5 separate regions of the Mus musculus genome follow, and all the other regions are linked to region 2. Evidence: chromatin contacts called from public HiChIP or PLAC-seq data. All regions are on one chromosome and are shown on one strand. The core of a region is the stretch at or near the end of the contact, and the rest is flanking DNA. Distances in the headings are between cores, read along the strand shown.

What was found. HiChIP or PLAC-seq counts read pairs in DNA pulled down with a chosen protein or histone mark.
Region 1: an H3K27ac HiChIP or PLAC-seq map of embryonic stem cells shows a contact between it and region 2, with 10 read pairs. The contact joins the promoter of Ntmt1 here to the enhancer-like site in region 2. A contact is called at or near these places in 9 of 39 promoter capture datasets (the C10 cell line, the HPC-7 cell line, cranial neural crest and 5 more), 2 of 15 datasets of contacts at CTCF or cohesin (embryonic stem cells and pro-B cells), 11 of 484 Hi-C or Micro-C datasets (the AML12 cell line, the G1E-ER4 cell line, bone marrow-derived macrophages and 6 more), 18 of 115 datasets of contacts at active chromatin or transcription factors (the 230-238 cell line, Th17 cells, a beta-TC-6 cell line and 11 more) and 4 of 9 other capture datasets (adipose tissue, embryonic stem cells, liver and 1 more).
Region 3: an H3K27ac HiChIP or PLAC-seq map of embryonic stem cells shows a contact between it and region 2, with 18 read pairs. The contact joins two enhancer-like sites. A contact is called at or near these places in 1 of 15 datasets of contacts at CTCF or cohesin (large pre-B cells), 3 of 484 Hi-C or Micro-C datasets (bone marrow-derived macrophages, embryonic retina and embryonic stem cells) and 7 of 115 datasets of contacts at active chromatin or transcription factors (embryonic basal ganglia, embryonic stem cells and stem cell-derived neural progenitor cells).
Region 4: a contact with region 2 is called in an H3K27ac HiChIP or PLAC-seq map of embryonic stem cells, with 13 read pairs. The contact joins two enhancer-like sites. A contact is called at or near these places in 6 of 39 promoter capture datasets (the C10 cell line, the HPC-7 cell line, cranial neural crest and 3 more), 2 of 15 datasets of contacts at CTCF or cohesin (embryonic stem cells and pro-B cells), 18 of 484 Hi-C or Micro-C datasets (the AML12 cell line, B cells, the G1E-ER4 cell line and 12 more), 16 of 115 datasets of contacts at active chromatin or transcription factors (the 230-238 cell line, T-cell acute lymphoblastic leukemia, Th17 cells and 9 more) and 3 of 9 other capture datasets (adipose tissue, embryonic stem cells and liver).
Region 5: an H3K4me3 HiChIP or PLAC-seq map of embryonic stem cells shows a contact between it and region 2, with 13 read pairs. The contact joins the promoter of Asb6 here to the enhancer-like site in region 2. A contact is called at or near these places in 5 of 39 promoter capture datasets (cranial neural crest, liver, maxillary cranial neural crest and 2 more), 1 of 15 datasets of contacts at CTCF or cohesin (large pre-B cells), 1 of 484 Hi-C or Micro-C datasets (bone marrow-derived macrophages), 11 of 115 datasets of contacts at active chromatin or transcription factors (the SCID.adh cell line, bone marrow-derived macrophages, embryonic basal ganglia and 6 more) and 4 of 9 other capture datasets (adipose tissue, embryonic stem cells, liver and 1 more).

What each region holds. Positions count from the first base shown.
Region 1 is chr2:30,806,645-30,809,344 of GRCm38.p6, reverse strand. Ntmt1 (N-terminal Xaa-Pro-Lys N-methyltransferase 1) reads right to left here and starts at 1,377. Exons shown (of 4, transcript NM_170592.3): 1 at 1,262-1,377.
Region 2 is chr2:30,576,804-30,579,503 of GRCm38.p6, reverse strand. No RefSeq gene overlaps it. Among named protein-coding and RNA genes, the nearest start is that of Cstad, 17 kb to the left of the region's middle. Within about 2 kb of position 1,288, at least 9 of the 459 cell types and tissues checked have an H3K27ac peak or open chromatin away from gene starts, as enhancers often do. A contact at or near this core is called in the SCID.adh cell line and embryonic stem cells, where this site is marked.
Region 3 is chr2:30,757,191-30,759,890 of GRCm38.p6, reverse strand. No RefSeq gene overlaps it. Among named protein-coding and RNA genes, the nearest start is that of Gm39783, 13 kb to the left of the region's middle. Within about 2 kb of position 1,405, at least 173 of the 459 cell types and tissues checked have an H3K27ac peak or open chromatin away from gene starts, as enhancers often do. A contact at or near this core is called in embryonic stem cells, where this site is marked.
Region 4 is chr2:30,777,080-30,779,779 of GRCm38.p6, reverse strand. All of the region lies in intron 3 of Gm39783 (a long non-coding RNA gene), which reads right to left. Among named protein-coding and RNA genes, the nearest start is that of Gm39783, 6.9 kb to the right of the region's middle. Within about 2 kb of position 1,334, at least 26 of the 459 cell types and tissues checked have an H3K27ac peak or open chromatin away from gene starts, as enhancers often do. A contact at or near this core is called in embryonic stem cells, where this site is marked.
Region 5 is chr2:30,827,045-30,829,744 of GRCm38.p6, reverse strand. It overlaps Asb6 (ankyrin repeat and SOCS box-containing 6), which reads left to right and starts at 1,445. Exons shown (of 6, transcript NM_133346.2): 1 at 1,445-1,671; 2 at 2,647-2,700. The coding sequence starts at 1,559.

The sequences.
Region 1 (2,700 bases), core at 128-2,627, 230 kb before region 2:
GGTTTTTTGAGACAGAATTTCTCTGTGTAGCCCTGGCTGTCCTGGAACTCACTCTGTAGACCAGGCTGGCCTTGAACTCAGAAATCCGCCTGCCTCTGCCTCCCAAGTGCTGGGATTAAAGGTGTGCAGCACCACTGCCCGGCAATAAATAAATCTTTAAAAAAAATCTTAAAACACAATTTTTCTCTCTGTCTTTCTGTCTGGTTTTTGAAATAGGGTTTCTCTGTGTAGCCTTGACTGTCCTAGAACTCATTCTGTAGACCAGGTTGGCCTCAAACCCAGAGATCCACCTGCCTCTGCCTCCTGGATGCTGGGATTAGAGGCGTGTGCCACCTCTGCCTAGTTCAAACATAGTTAAAAAGATCAAGTAAGGAAAACGTGTTAAAACCTCCAAATCACACAGACCCTGGTAAAGCTGGAGCCCACCTATGAGATCATGTGGCCTTTGGTCAGTCCAGAAGATGCAAACACAAGCTCCGGGTACACCCAGAACCACACACCTGCAGACTCTGACCTTTTGATTATGTGGCTCTGGCCTTCAGGAAAGCATCCCCCCTCCCCCCAACACACACACAAGCACACACACAGGAAAGCCAGCTTAAGGAAACGATGTGCCTTAAAACAGCACTTGGGAAAGGACCAAAAGTTAGGAGAGGATTTAGGCTTCTCACTTAGACCCCAGTCACTGAGTGCCCCACCCCATACATCATTGTCATCAGTTACAGCACCTGTCCTAGGCCCTTATCAAAAGGATTAAAGACCAAAATGATCACACAGTTGGTGGAGCAGCAAAGCCTGGAGCATCTGGAAAAGATGGCAGGCAGCCTTGCAGAAGAGAGGCTGACCTTGGCCTCAAGGGCTCATGACAGTAACGATGTTGGCCAGAGCTGGAGGCAGTTAAACGTGATGGCAACCCGTGCAACCAAGCACTTAACTGCGAGGACTTGAGCCAAGCACGGCGCCGATTCCACACACCAACCTTGCAGTGGCTGCTTTCCTTATCTCAGAGGGGAAACTGAGGACTGGAAAGTGATGTACGGGCGCGAGTGAAGATACGTCTTGCCAGCCTCCACCAACGTGGCTTCCTCCAACCCAATCCGTGGTCACCAGAGTCCCTGCCCAGGTCTGATCGGTGAACCTCCATGGGACGTGCACGTGGGCCAGGGCCAGGCCCAGGTCACTTGACGACGGGGCCTCACCGCTTCAGGCAGTTGGGGTGAGCACCTCCCTCCTCCCTGGCCGCGTCCCTCGCGATACTTACCTGGGTCGGGGCTCCAGGGACCCGAGAGAAAAGGACGGGTTGAGAAGGAGGCTGGCAAAGACCGTAGCCCACAGCAGCCGCCACCACTCTACCGGACCAGACACCTCGCGGCCTCTGCCTTTGTCCGCACACGTCACTTCCCCGAGCCTGGAGGGGGCTGGACTCAAGATCGCTCCGCCCCGAGGCCAGTTCACTCCGCCCCAAGACTAGCTCATCCCTCTCCACAGACAGATAGCCCCTCCCCAGGGCCAGATCGCCGCGTCCCACAGGCAGCTCACGTCCAGATCGTCCCTCCCCCACAGCCAACTCCGCCCTCTCCAGGGCCTGCTCACACCTCTCCACGCCCCCACAGCCAACCCCGCTCCACGGCCTGCTCACTCGACACGCCCAGAACTTCTCTCCGCGCGACTAACTCGCCCCTCCCCACGCCCAGCTCGCCCAAACACAAGACCAGCTAGTTCCGCCCCACGGCCAATTCGCCCCTCCCCATCGCTACCTCGCTTGTCCCCGAGGCCAGTTCACCCCGCCCCCTGGCCAGATCGCCGCACTCCAAGGTTTGATCGCCCTATTCTTCGGCCAGATCGCCTTTTCCTTCGGGATCCTAACCCAGTTTTTTGCCTACGCGCAGGGACTTCATGATGAAGGATCCACAGCTGATATCTCACACACTTGAGGGTGTAGCTCTTTTAAGACAAGAGTCCAACTGAGTTCTGGCCGTAAACTTCAGGATCCTTCTGCATCATCGACGTGGTTGCTGGGGTTACAGGCACGCGCCTCCATGCGCCACAAGGCTGGATTCTTAAAAACCAACATCATGAGAGTTTTCCACCCTAAAAGGAGAATTAAGCCGGGCGTTGTTGGCGCACGCCTTTAATCTCAGCACTCGGGAGGCAGAGGCAGGCGGATTTCGAGGCCAACCTGGTCTACAAAGTGAGTTCCAGGACAGCCAGGGCTATACAGAGAAACCCTGTCGGGGGGGGGGGGGGAGGAGGATTAAAAGCCATTGTTGCTCAAATCCACCCATGCCCACTAGTATATTAAAATAATATATCAACCCAGGAAAGAGAACAGGAAAGAAAGGCTTTGACAGAGGTAAGGATTGCCAGGCCAAATAAAGCAGAAATCTAGAAGTTTGCCCTCCTGAGGACCGCCCTTCCCTATCCACTCAGACAATCTGCACCGGGTCTTGAAGGAAAGATGAGCTTGCTGCATGCAAACCCCCTCTAACCGCCTCGGAGTTCTAAGTTGCCTCTTCTAACTGGTGGATGTAATGATTCAGCTACAATACTCTGAGGGTTAAATTTGTGGGATTTGCGAGTTTAGGCTAGAGTCTAGTGGGGCTTGCAGGCAATGAAGGTTATCATAATAAGTATTTTTGCCTTAAGCTCACCTCTGTTGGCTGACACACCGGCTGTTAGACATACTTGTCATGCCTCCTG
Region 2 (2,700 bases), core at 39-2,538:
TGACCTAGGAAAAGATCAAAGTCCAAGGCATGGTTTGTATGGACTGCAAGATACTTTCATGCCATTAGATTCAAACAAACAAACAAACAAACAACCCCAGTAAACACAGGTTGATGGGAAAGGGTTTATTGTGTCTAACAGTTTGAGAGCGTCATTCTGTCCTAGTGAGAAAGATGTGGTAGCTGAAGAGGCTACAGGAGCAGGAAGCTGGATGCTGAAACTGCATCTGCAGCAGGAAGCAGAGAAGAAGCAGATGGTTAGGTTAGACCATAAAGCCTAGAGGCCTCCCCTCAGTTACCCTTCCTCCTCCTCCTCCTTGAATCAAGTGTTCAAACACACATGCCTGAAGAAGACATTTGCCATCCAAACTCTAACACTGCAAAAGGTAATCAAAAGGGTGTGGTTCTCTTAGCAATGCAGAAGCAAAATGACAGATTACAGAGACAACAAGGGAGAACACAGAATGCAGGACTCACCCACCAAGAAGACAGCAACAGTCTAGTGCCTGAGACAGTGTCAGCAAAATCCAAAGGGGGTGGGGGGTGAGGGGTGGGGGGGCGGGGGGGCGGGGGGAGAGAAATGAATAAATGTATGATTGCAAAACCCTCTCTCAACTCAAAGGACCATGACTCAAAACTGGCCACCAGCTGCAATCTCCCTGTCATTTATGGAACTCTGTATCAGCCAGAATAACACTATTTTCAAGGGCACAGAACACACAGGCTTACATTGGACCAGCAAGATGGTGCGGGAGGTTAAAGGGGTCTGTGGCCAAGCCTGGTACCTAGGTTTGATCTACTACAGAGTAGGCAGGAATGAACCCTTGAAAGTTGTTTTCTGCCTTCCATGTGTGGTATGGTGTAGGTCTTCAAGTACATACATACATACATACATACATACATACATACATTCATACATGTTTTAAAGGCTACATCCTAGCCTCAAATAAACCTGTCAGTTTAGAAGAAATACAACCATTTAGAGTGTGTTCTCTGATGTAACAGACTCTAAGTAGGAAGCAATACCAGAATGGACTTCCAAGACTCAGAAACTAAACAACTCCTCCCCTAAATAACTTGTAGGTCAGAAAAGCCAAAACAAAACAAAACAAAAATAGCTTTTAGGGGTTTTTGTTTGTTGGTTGGTTAGCTTGTTTGTTTGGTTTGGTTTGGTTTGGTTTTTATGATGCAAGGTCTTGTTTGGTTTCAGACCCTGGGACTAGGTGCTGAGGTGCATATTTTACATATCAAAAGCAGATCGGGCCTTCAGGTTCTCCCATCATCCCTCAGTCCCTACCTGGCACACCCTGATCCTACTCCCGAGCTTTCAAGCCCTGGGGCTGGGTTGCCCTTCCCTCCAGAGGCTCCTCTCTATATAATCCAGACATTTTGGTCTCTCCCATCCCCTCTCTACACTCATTCTTTCTGTCTCTTCCCCCTCTCCTCCCCTCCCTCCCCATGGTGGCTTCCCCTGGCCTCCTTCCTTGGGAGTTAGTGAATTTGCCTGCCTGAGAGCAACTTCCCAATAAATCTGCATTTAATATAATCTAATCTGGTTTGAATTGGCTCATCTCACCAGCTGAGAAATAATTTATCAGATAGTGCCAAACCCCGGGAAAGGTTGAGTGCCCAGTCTGATGGCTGGGTTCTTCCCTGGCCTCGCGGAGGGACCGCTTCTTTCTCTCCACAGGAAACATCAACTTCAGCCTCTGTGAGTAACTACCTCCCAGAAGCCCTCAAGCAACAAGTGCTCCTTTCCAGTCCAGGGCTCTTGGAGCTTTCCCTGCCGAGTCAGGGCCTCACCAGAGATAGCAAAGAACAGGTGTTTGTTTGGGGAAATCTTTGATACAAAGACGTTTGGTCTGAGGTTACGGCCTCCATATTAACCATTAGATCCCAGACTATTGAATGGGTCGCCAGTTCCCATAGTCTCAGGATCTCTGGGAAATGCTGGGTCTAAAACTGATCGCAGATGCCTCTTGTATGTCTGCTGCAAAATTTACCCAAATTGGCCTGAACTTCCAATGTCTCAAATTTTGGCAACTGCACTCTTGCCCCTCAACTCCTTCACCTCATTGAGCGCAGGGCTCCAGGTACCGCCTAGCCCCACCCAGCCTCCACCCTTCTCCTGCTCATGAGCAGCCCCCGCAGCAGCAGTGGTGACTTCAACAGTAATGGTGAGCGAACATTTTAAATCACCCACGCTGGCCACAGTCAATAAACAGCATGTGCTTGGCCGCCATCTTGACTTTGGGAAAAAGGAACTGTGGCTTCACCACCATCTTGGTTAAGGGCAGTCACGTGATTGGCAGCCATCTTTGCTATGGAAAAGTCAGACCTTCACAGCAAGCAACTCCAATTTATACTGTTTGTTTCTTTCTTCTTCTACCAGCTGCCTCGGCCCAGAATTTACCTTCCGGCTTTCTAGCCACTAGATTTATTTAATGAGCTATCAAAACAGCACCTCCACGAGTTCATGTTTAAAAAAATAAGGTATATTTAATAATCAAATGCTTTCAAGGTCGAGAATGGGCAACTTGATTCAAGCTAAATTTGTCTATTCAAATATACTATAGACACATGAATGGTCCTCAAACCCCCATACAGGAATGGGTGAAAATGGTTTTAAAGTCTTTAAAACTTGAGAGGAGGTGACTGAGTCTTCCCTCCATAGGCTTGGCTACCGCAGAAGGCTATCCCC
Region 3 (2,700 bases), core at 156-2,655, 180 kb before region 2:
ACACACAATGCCACTCTGTCTAGCAATGGGCAGGGCCCTTGAGGCCTGGTGGCCTGGCTGGAGGATTTAACAATTTAGGGACCATCCAGAACGCTCTGTCTGCAGCAGAGGGTATATGGGACTAGTTGGTGACTTGGCCTGGAGAGGTGGCAAAGACCTGCAGACCCTACCCCAACTCGCTCAGCCCATTGCCCATGGCACACTCTGTCCCTCTAGGGTTGGTGGCAGCAAGCCAGCCTCCATCCACATCAGGGTTGGTCTCCAGTGTCACCGGTCTCCCTGAACCTCCAGTAGTCTGCTCCTGCACCATGTTTGTGAACATGGTTGTTCAGAAGGGGCCAAAGAGGCAAGCCATGAAGTGTGGGCTGGGAGCCCAGGAAGGACTAAGAGAGCTAGGGAGAGCTGGAGGCTTGTCCTGGCACCCATGTCGCTGAGGATGGGGTGGAGATGAAGAGAAAGGGTTGGAATGAGGTGAGGTCTTGGGAGCACACGGGCAGGAGACTACAGAGTTATGGACTGAATCTAGGCAAGCAAGGGCTCTTTGAGAGCGGGACTCCAAGGTGGGTTTAGGAATGAAGAAAGGGCTTCCTTGGAAAGTGGGCAGGGCACTTTTAAAGAACACTCTAGGGTTCAATTCCCTGACCTTGGAGCTGGGGCAGGCCTTGTGTGCGCACCTCTCTCAGAATCAAGGTCTCTGGGAAAAGCTCTTCAGCTGGAACCCTGCGTATAAGAAGCTGATGAAGCCTGAGCCCCCAGTGCTTTCTACACGGTGTGGTGGGTGTGGGGTGTGGCACCTTAGTTTCAGGGCCACACCTTCCTCCCTCCACCTCAACTCCTGGGAACTGCTAGACAACATTAGACAAAGGAGGTTTTTGCTGAAATGCAAACAAACGTTCTCTGGCCAGTCCAGCTCCTGGCGCTTGAGAATAGAATTCTACGCTGGACATTCCTTATGGGGGTGAGGGAGCTCCTGCCACTTCTCCCGTTTCTCCCTGCTGAATCTGGCCCTTCCTAGTGAGCCAGGGTTAGAATCTAGCTCGGGTCAGAACCCCGAGAAGGCAGGGAGAGGGGACCTGAGTCTTTCTGCTTCTCTCTCCCCACAGTCCTGGGACCACAGAGGCCCGCAGAATGGGGCAGCTGTAACCCCAGCCTGAGGACGAGGAGAAACTTGAGTGGCAGCCTAGGGTTGGGCGCTTCCAACAGAGGTGGGAGGAGGGGCTGTTTGTTCAACCCCGAGAGAGGGCGGAGCTGAGATTTCAAAGCCTTCACCATTTGTTAGCCTTCCCTGGGCCCAGGCTGCATTCCAGACCTGAGGGGGTCCTGCCCCTGAGAAACCCAGGAGACTCTAGTTACAGCCCAGCTGCGGAGCCCTGCCCAGCGGAAAGTCTGGTTCCTGCTTCTGGCTCCGGTCCAATTCCCACCCCCTACCGGACAACGGCCAATGCTTGCTTAGGCTTCTGGAGGAGACACACACCACTTTGCAGATAACACCGTCTGGGATTCCCCTGACCCCCAGAGTCTGAAACTGCTGCTACTGCTGTGGATCTGATCTCTGCCTAGCCAAACCTGGTCAGGAATTTGCAGGAAGGGGGTGGGTTGGACTGATTTTTTTCCTGCACAGCCCAAACCATGCTTTACTTTTTGAGATGGCATCTCATGTAGCCCAGGCTGGCCTCCAACTTGATCATTGTGAAGGTGACCTTGAACTTCTGATCCTCCTACTTCTACCCTTCCCATCTCTAGCATTGGTAGTACTCGGCGTGTGCTGTCCTGTCCTTTCCCTGTGCTTCCCCGACAAGTGGCCAAGCAAACATGTATGTGTGCATGTATACTTGGGGAACCCTGCTGGACTAGGAGTACAGTCTCTCTCCAAACCCCCCAGGGCCTGGAAACCAAGCTTACCCAGTATGCACTAAGTGCAGTCCAAGGAGAGGGGGAACACGGGAGATTCAGACTCTTCTTGTCTCCTGGCAATGGCTGGCTAACGGTGCTGTGTTCTGGGTCAGCGAGGCAGGGACTCAGTGTAGTAGTGCTGAAGTAAAGACATAATTAATGGACACAAGACCATGGATTCCACATTCAATTCCCAGCACCCACACAGTGGCTCACAGGATCTGCAATTCCAGTTCCAGGGCATCTGACAGTCTCTTCTGATCTTCTCAGATACCAGCCATAGACCTGATACACAGATCAGAAAGCAAATAAATATTAACTACAAAACAAAAAAACCAAGACTCTGGGTTCAAGTCCCAGCTCACAAGAGCCCTCTGAACTAGTAGGGGTTGGGACAGGACCAGCCTTGAACTTTACGCCTGCTCAACCTCCATCTGCTTCACAAATACAAGTCTCAACGCAGGGGACCACTGCCTTAGGCAATGGGAACTTGAGACTGAATGTCTGGGGGCAGGGACACACCTAGGCTTGGCCTTCAAGCTAAGAATCAGGTTTGTGGGATCCAAGGTAAGGCTGCCCCTTCTAGGACATTCCCCAAAGGTCTCTCCCTCTAGCTGGCTCCCCTACCATTAGCTTTGCGGTCAAGTTTGTTGGTTATTTTGGGACAGAAACTCATGGATCCTAGACTGCTTTAAACTTGCTACATAGTGGAAGGGAACATAGTGTTTGTGTGTATGAGTGCAGGCCCTCACATGCCACAGGGTGTGTGGAGGTCAGAGGGAAACCTCGGGTTTCATCGCCTTCCAT
Region 4 (2,700 bases), core at 85-2,584, 200 kb before region 2:
GTCCTAAGAATGCCTGGCTGTGGGGGAGGGGAAAGAGTGACCTTAGAAGAGTGACCTCAGGAGATAAGAGGGACAGGAGGGAGAGAGAGAGAGAGAGAGAGAGAGAGAGAGAGAGAGAGAGAGAGAGAGAGAGAGAGAGAGATTGTGCACAAGCCTGCAGGCTAGGCATACACTGGCTCTTGCCTCCATGACCTCTCTGTGACCCCCACCTGCACAGCCTGGGCCTCTCCACAGAATAGGAGGAGGGGCTGAGATCTCCCAGTGTCTCCAGGGGACCAGTGCACACCGCTGAACAGCCATTCTGTCCAACATCCCCATCCCCCAACTTTTGCCTGGGTCTTGCCTCAGGCCAGGCAGAGGTCAGGGAAAGGGCTGCCCTCCTCCCGCTGGCTGAGCACGAGACACCTCCTACTGTGTTGCTTTGAGACATTCACTCCACCTCTCTGACCTTAATCCTGGGCTACACTGGACTTGCTACAGCGGTGTAGGTTAGAACGGGCTTCCTCCAGCCTTGACACAGTGGCTGGGCTGTAGCTCATTGGTGGAGTGTTTGTCGAGTGCACAAAGCCCTGAGCAGCTTTTCGGGCATCTCATGAACCCATCGTGGTAACAAGCACCTGCGATTCCAGCACTAGGGAATTGGAGGCAGGAGAGTTGAAGTTCAAGGTTATCCTTGGCTGCATAGAGAGTTCAAGTCTCTGCTTGCCTTTTATCTCAGCGCTTCCCATCTCTGTGAAATTGAGACAGGCTTGGTTTACAGAGCGGGTTCCAGGCCAGCGCGAGCTACCTAGGGAGACCCTGTCTCAGACAAGACTCTGAGCGGAGGTGGTGGACAAGCTTTTCTTTCCTCCTTCCCACATTCAGGACCCTGCAGAATGTCCCTGAATGTCCCTGATATAGACTAGGATGGAGCCATGTGTTCTTCTCTAGGTCTCTAGGCACTAGGTGGTCAATGTAGGCTTGCTGTAAGTATCCAGGGGTTCCAATCCTCCACTCTGGGCCTCAGTTTCCTTAGCAGGCATCTCTGTCATTGAGTCCCTTAGCTCAGAACTGGTGCCTTTGTAGTCTCTGCCACACGCTCTCGGACAGTCCCCTCTCTTGAGTTTTAACCTCCCTGAGGCCTGGGGTCCGACTTTCTCCCTTTGCCTGTGCCTTCTCTCTTGGTCTTCCAGCTCCTGGTCACTAGAGAGGGACTTTGAATACAACCCTGTGCTGGACAGAGTCAAGCAGTCCGGTTTCTCTTTGCTTTTTTGTGATGCTAGAAGTGAACCTACTTCCTTTGCATACTCAGGCAGGTGCCGCACCTCCCATACAAAGGCAGTTCTTAGTGTGGCCTCAAGGCTTAACACAGCACAGTTGGAGCCTTCTCCATCTCTTCCTGAAGTGCATGCCCCAGCTCCCTGTCCGTTCCAAGACCTGCCTGCTCAAAGGTCACTCATCCCTAGCTTCTCTCCCAGGGGTCACATAGCCTTAGCCTGGCATCTCATACATCCAGACCATCAAAGTTAGCCAGCCTCACCTACTGTACCCCACCCAACCCCCGTGAGGCCTCCATATCTATTCTGCCTTGTTCTTGGCTCCACCGGGTACTGTGTTCAGCATCTTCTCTCTCCAGGGCAGAGATCTTTGAGGTTACCCTAGTTAGCTTTCGATTCCTATGATAAACACCATGACCAAAAGGCACCTGGGGAGGGACAGGTCTATTATTAATCACACTCCATCCCTGAGGGAAGCCAGGGCAGGAACTCGAGCCAGAAACCAACGCAGAGGCCATGGAGGAGTGCTGCCTGCTGGCTTGTTCCTCATCTCTTGCTCAGTCTGTTTCTTACAGCTCAGGGGTCGCACCACCCACAGTGTGCTGGGCCTATGACACCAATCACTAAGAAAATGCCCCACAAGCCAATCTTGATGTTCTATCTTCTCAATGGTGCTAGCCTACTACCTGCCCTCAGGGAAGGGCCTGTGTTGGCTGTATCACTTGAGACTCATACCTCTTCCATGAGTTTTGCTTCTGGGGGTTGGGGGGGGGGGAGCCTGTCCTAAGGCCTAGGAGGAATCCAGTCTACACTTAACTACTGTGTGTCCTTAGGCAGAGCTCCTACCTCTCTGTGCCCTGGATCCTCATGTATAAACTAGAGATCATGCTGGCCCTGATGCAGGGGCAGGGGAGACGCTCCCATGGCTCATGGCATCAGGCTCAGCATAGGCAGGTAGCTGTCACCTTCACCCTGCTGTGATGTTGATGAAGATGGAGGACATGGTCTCTCCAAGGGCATGCTGCATCTGGTTTGCTGTAGGCCTTAAGAGAATCTGTAGAGAGTACTTAGAGGGCCTGCCTGGAGGGGGTGAGGAGGTAGGGGTGGGGTCTGTGCATGTGAGTATGTGTGGAGCCAGCAGGAGAACCTTCAAAGGGGGAGGGATGGAAGGGAGGAGGGGTGGAACGGAGGAGGGAAGAGGGATGGGAGATAGGACGGAGGAGATATGGAAGGGAGGAGGAAGGAGAGGGAGGAGGGATGGAAGGGAGGAGGGATGGGAGGAAGGAGGGATGGGAGGGAGGAGGGATGGGAGGGAGGAGGGATGGGAAGGAAGAGGGAGGAGAGGGAGGAGGGATGGAAGGGAGGAGGGATGGGAGGGGGAGAGATGGGAGGAAAGAGGGAGGAGAGGGAGGAGGGATGAGAAAGAGGAGGGATGGAAGGCAAG
Region 5 (2,700 bases), core at 196-2,695, 250 kb before region 2:
ACTGAGGAAAGGAGAAGTGACCTGGACAAAGGCACAGACCCAAAGCAGGAAGCCACGATGTCCAGTCTTCATGGTGCTGGGTATGGAACTCGAGGCATTCTGCTCGGTGAGCCAACTCCCAGGCCCAAAGGGGAACTTTTTTTTTTTTTTCCCCATGAATAGGGATGTTTTGCTTGCATGGCCATATGTGCATCACTTTTGTGCCTGTGCCCACAGCGTCCAGAAGAGGGCACCAGATCCCCTTGGCCTAGAGTTATGGGTGGCTGTGAGCCACTATGAGGGTGTTGGGAGCTGAACCTGGGCTGATCAAGATCTCTCCAGTAACCTGCCACCCTCCACCCGACTCCTCCCCCCTCTTGGAGATAGAGCCTCACTATGTAGTCCTGGCAGGCTAAGAACAGAACCTAGGTCCTTTGCAAGAGCAGCCAGTATTCCTAATTGCTGAGCCATCTCTCCAGCCCCTGTACAGATTTTTTCCCCATTATTCCCTTAACAACCCAATAAACAATGACCAACCTGGTGTTTACTCTGTTGGGTGCAGAGTCCCATAGAGCTGAAATAGGTCATGAGAGGAGCTGTGTACCCATTCTGTGTAAGATCCTTGGCCACTGGGTTTGGTGTCCTGGGCTATCCTGGAACCAAGCCTAGCATCCCAACACTTGAGAAGTGGAGGCAGGAAGGCTCTTGGTTAAAACAAAGAAGAAATTTTGTTCCAAGCCAGTAACTCTATGGCAGATGGCAGGTGCCAAGCAGAGAGAACACAAGCCCCCATAAGGGATTGGAGCTACACCTATGATGGTGCAGCCTCAGGACCATTGACACCTCCCCATAACTGACCTTTTTAGAGTCATCAGGGCCTTGCCGCAGGACTCAAAGTTGCAGCCACTCAAATTTGCGTAGGGGGACGCTACCTGGTACAGTCCTTTCTGCTATGTCAAAGCTTCCTCCTGCTCAGGGTCTAGGCAAGTGATATTATGCCAATTTTCCAGATCAGGACATGAAGGTTCACAGAGTCCCTCCAGTGAAAAGTGGGAAAAGTGGGCAGCCTGTTTGGCTAGGCGTCAAGGGACAGAGAATAAGGAACTGCCCCCAGCGTCTGTGGGGAAGAGTTGGGGTGCAAGATCCTCATTACGCCACTTGGTCTACACAGTGGAGAAACTGAGGTGGTTGCAGCCTTTCCTTAGAGAGTGGCCAAAGTCAAGTAGGCTGCAGAAAGTAGTGTTCAGGCTCCGAATAGGGCCTGTGTCACCTCGGATTGGAGCCAGTCAGTAGCGGGGCCGCATGCCCCGTCGGAGCTCAGACGCCCTTCAGCGGCCTCGCGGGGAATTTCAGTGCGGGGCGGAGCCGGACAGTGATGATCGCCGCGAGGTCCTCCCCGGCGGCAGGGGGCAGTGTGACTCACATGCTCCCTCAAAGGCCCGCACGGACCGGAAGTAGGAGTGGTAGGATAACTTCCGGTGCGGAACTGGGGCCTGGGAGGATTGCTCACCGGCGCGGGGTCTGAACCGGTAGATCGGGAGGTGGTGGCCTGTGGGTGTCGGAACACGCGGCCGACGCCATGCCGTTCTTGCACGGCTTCCGCAGGATCATCTTTGAGTACCAGCCCCTAGTGGACGCCATCCTTGGCGCCCTGGGCATCCAGGATCTGGAGCGGCAGGAGCCCCTGGATGAGTAAGTCGCTGCGGTCCTCTGTGGTTGTCGCAGCGGGAGTGGGAGCTGCGTGGCCGCGAGCTCGAGCTCCAGCCTGAGGCGGGCTCGGAGTGTCTTGTAGGGCAGAAGACCCGGGCCTCTGCTGCCTGTGCATGGATGCTGGAGACGTCCTGGCTGGGGCCGACCGGACTTTCGGCAGACAGCAGGCCTCTCCGAGAGCCTCTGGGGAAGCAAGCCGGTGTGGTCCGTGTGCCCTGTGCAGACCTCCTTGGGTACTCGGAGCGCTACGCCTTCGGAGTGCTTGTGCTACAGAGACAAGCGAGCACCCAGACCGGCATCGCGGTCTGAGATGCAGAGTAGGGTGGGGCAGAGGAGCTAGCAGTCTCACCAAGGATGTCTTTTCTAAACCACATCAGCCCTTTCCTCTGCGGCCTACTCTGTAAATGCAGTGCCAGGCGTTTTTAAGAACTCGGAGGCGGGGCCGCAGGGCTGCACAACAAGGCGCTACTGCCCTCCTTTGGCGGAGCCCAGCATATTTAGGAGGGCTGCCCCAGATAAGCGTTTTGTGTCCGGGCGTTGGTCAGATCTTAGGGCCCACCTGTTGCAAGAGGTCTGGTGGGTGAGATTAGGGCGAAGAGCAAGTAAGGCGCGTCGTGGCCAGGTGACTCTGAAGGTGGTGTTTGGGCCGTTGTCAGAGCTGGGGTAACATATGGAACAGCGTCCAGGCCCAAGATGCACTTAGTAGGTAGTTTTGTCTAGGAAGGGTGAGAGCTTTAGGGCTACCCTCAAGGTGGTGTGAGAGAAGATGGGGCAGAGCCAGCACTTTGACAGCATGCTGAAGGATGGCTTTGAAATCACTTAATGCTTTTGACCAAGAAAGAGTTGTGCCCCACAGAGCATGCGCAGCTTGTGTGGATGCTTGTGAAAGGGCACACAGGCTAGGGCCACTGGCCCCCGTGAGTTCCCACTTTCTCTGTTCTGCCTCTTGGTGCACAGTTCTGCTTCCAGCGAGGAGAGCCGGATCCTGGTCCTCACGGAGCTGCTGGAGCA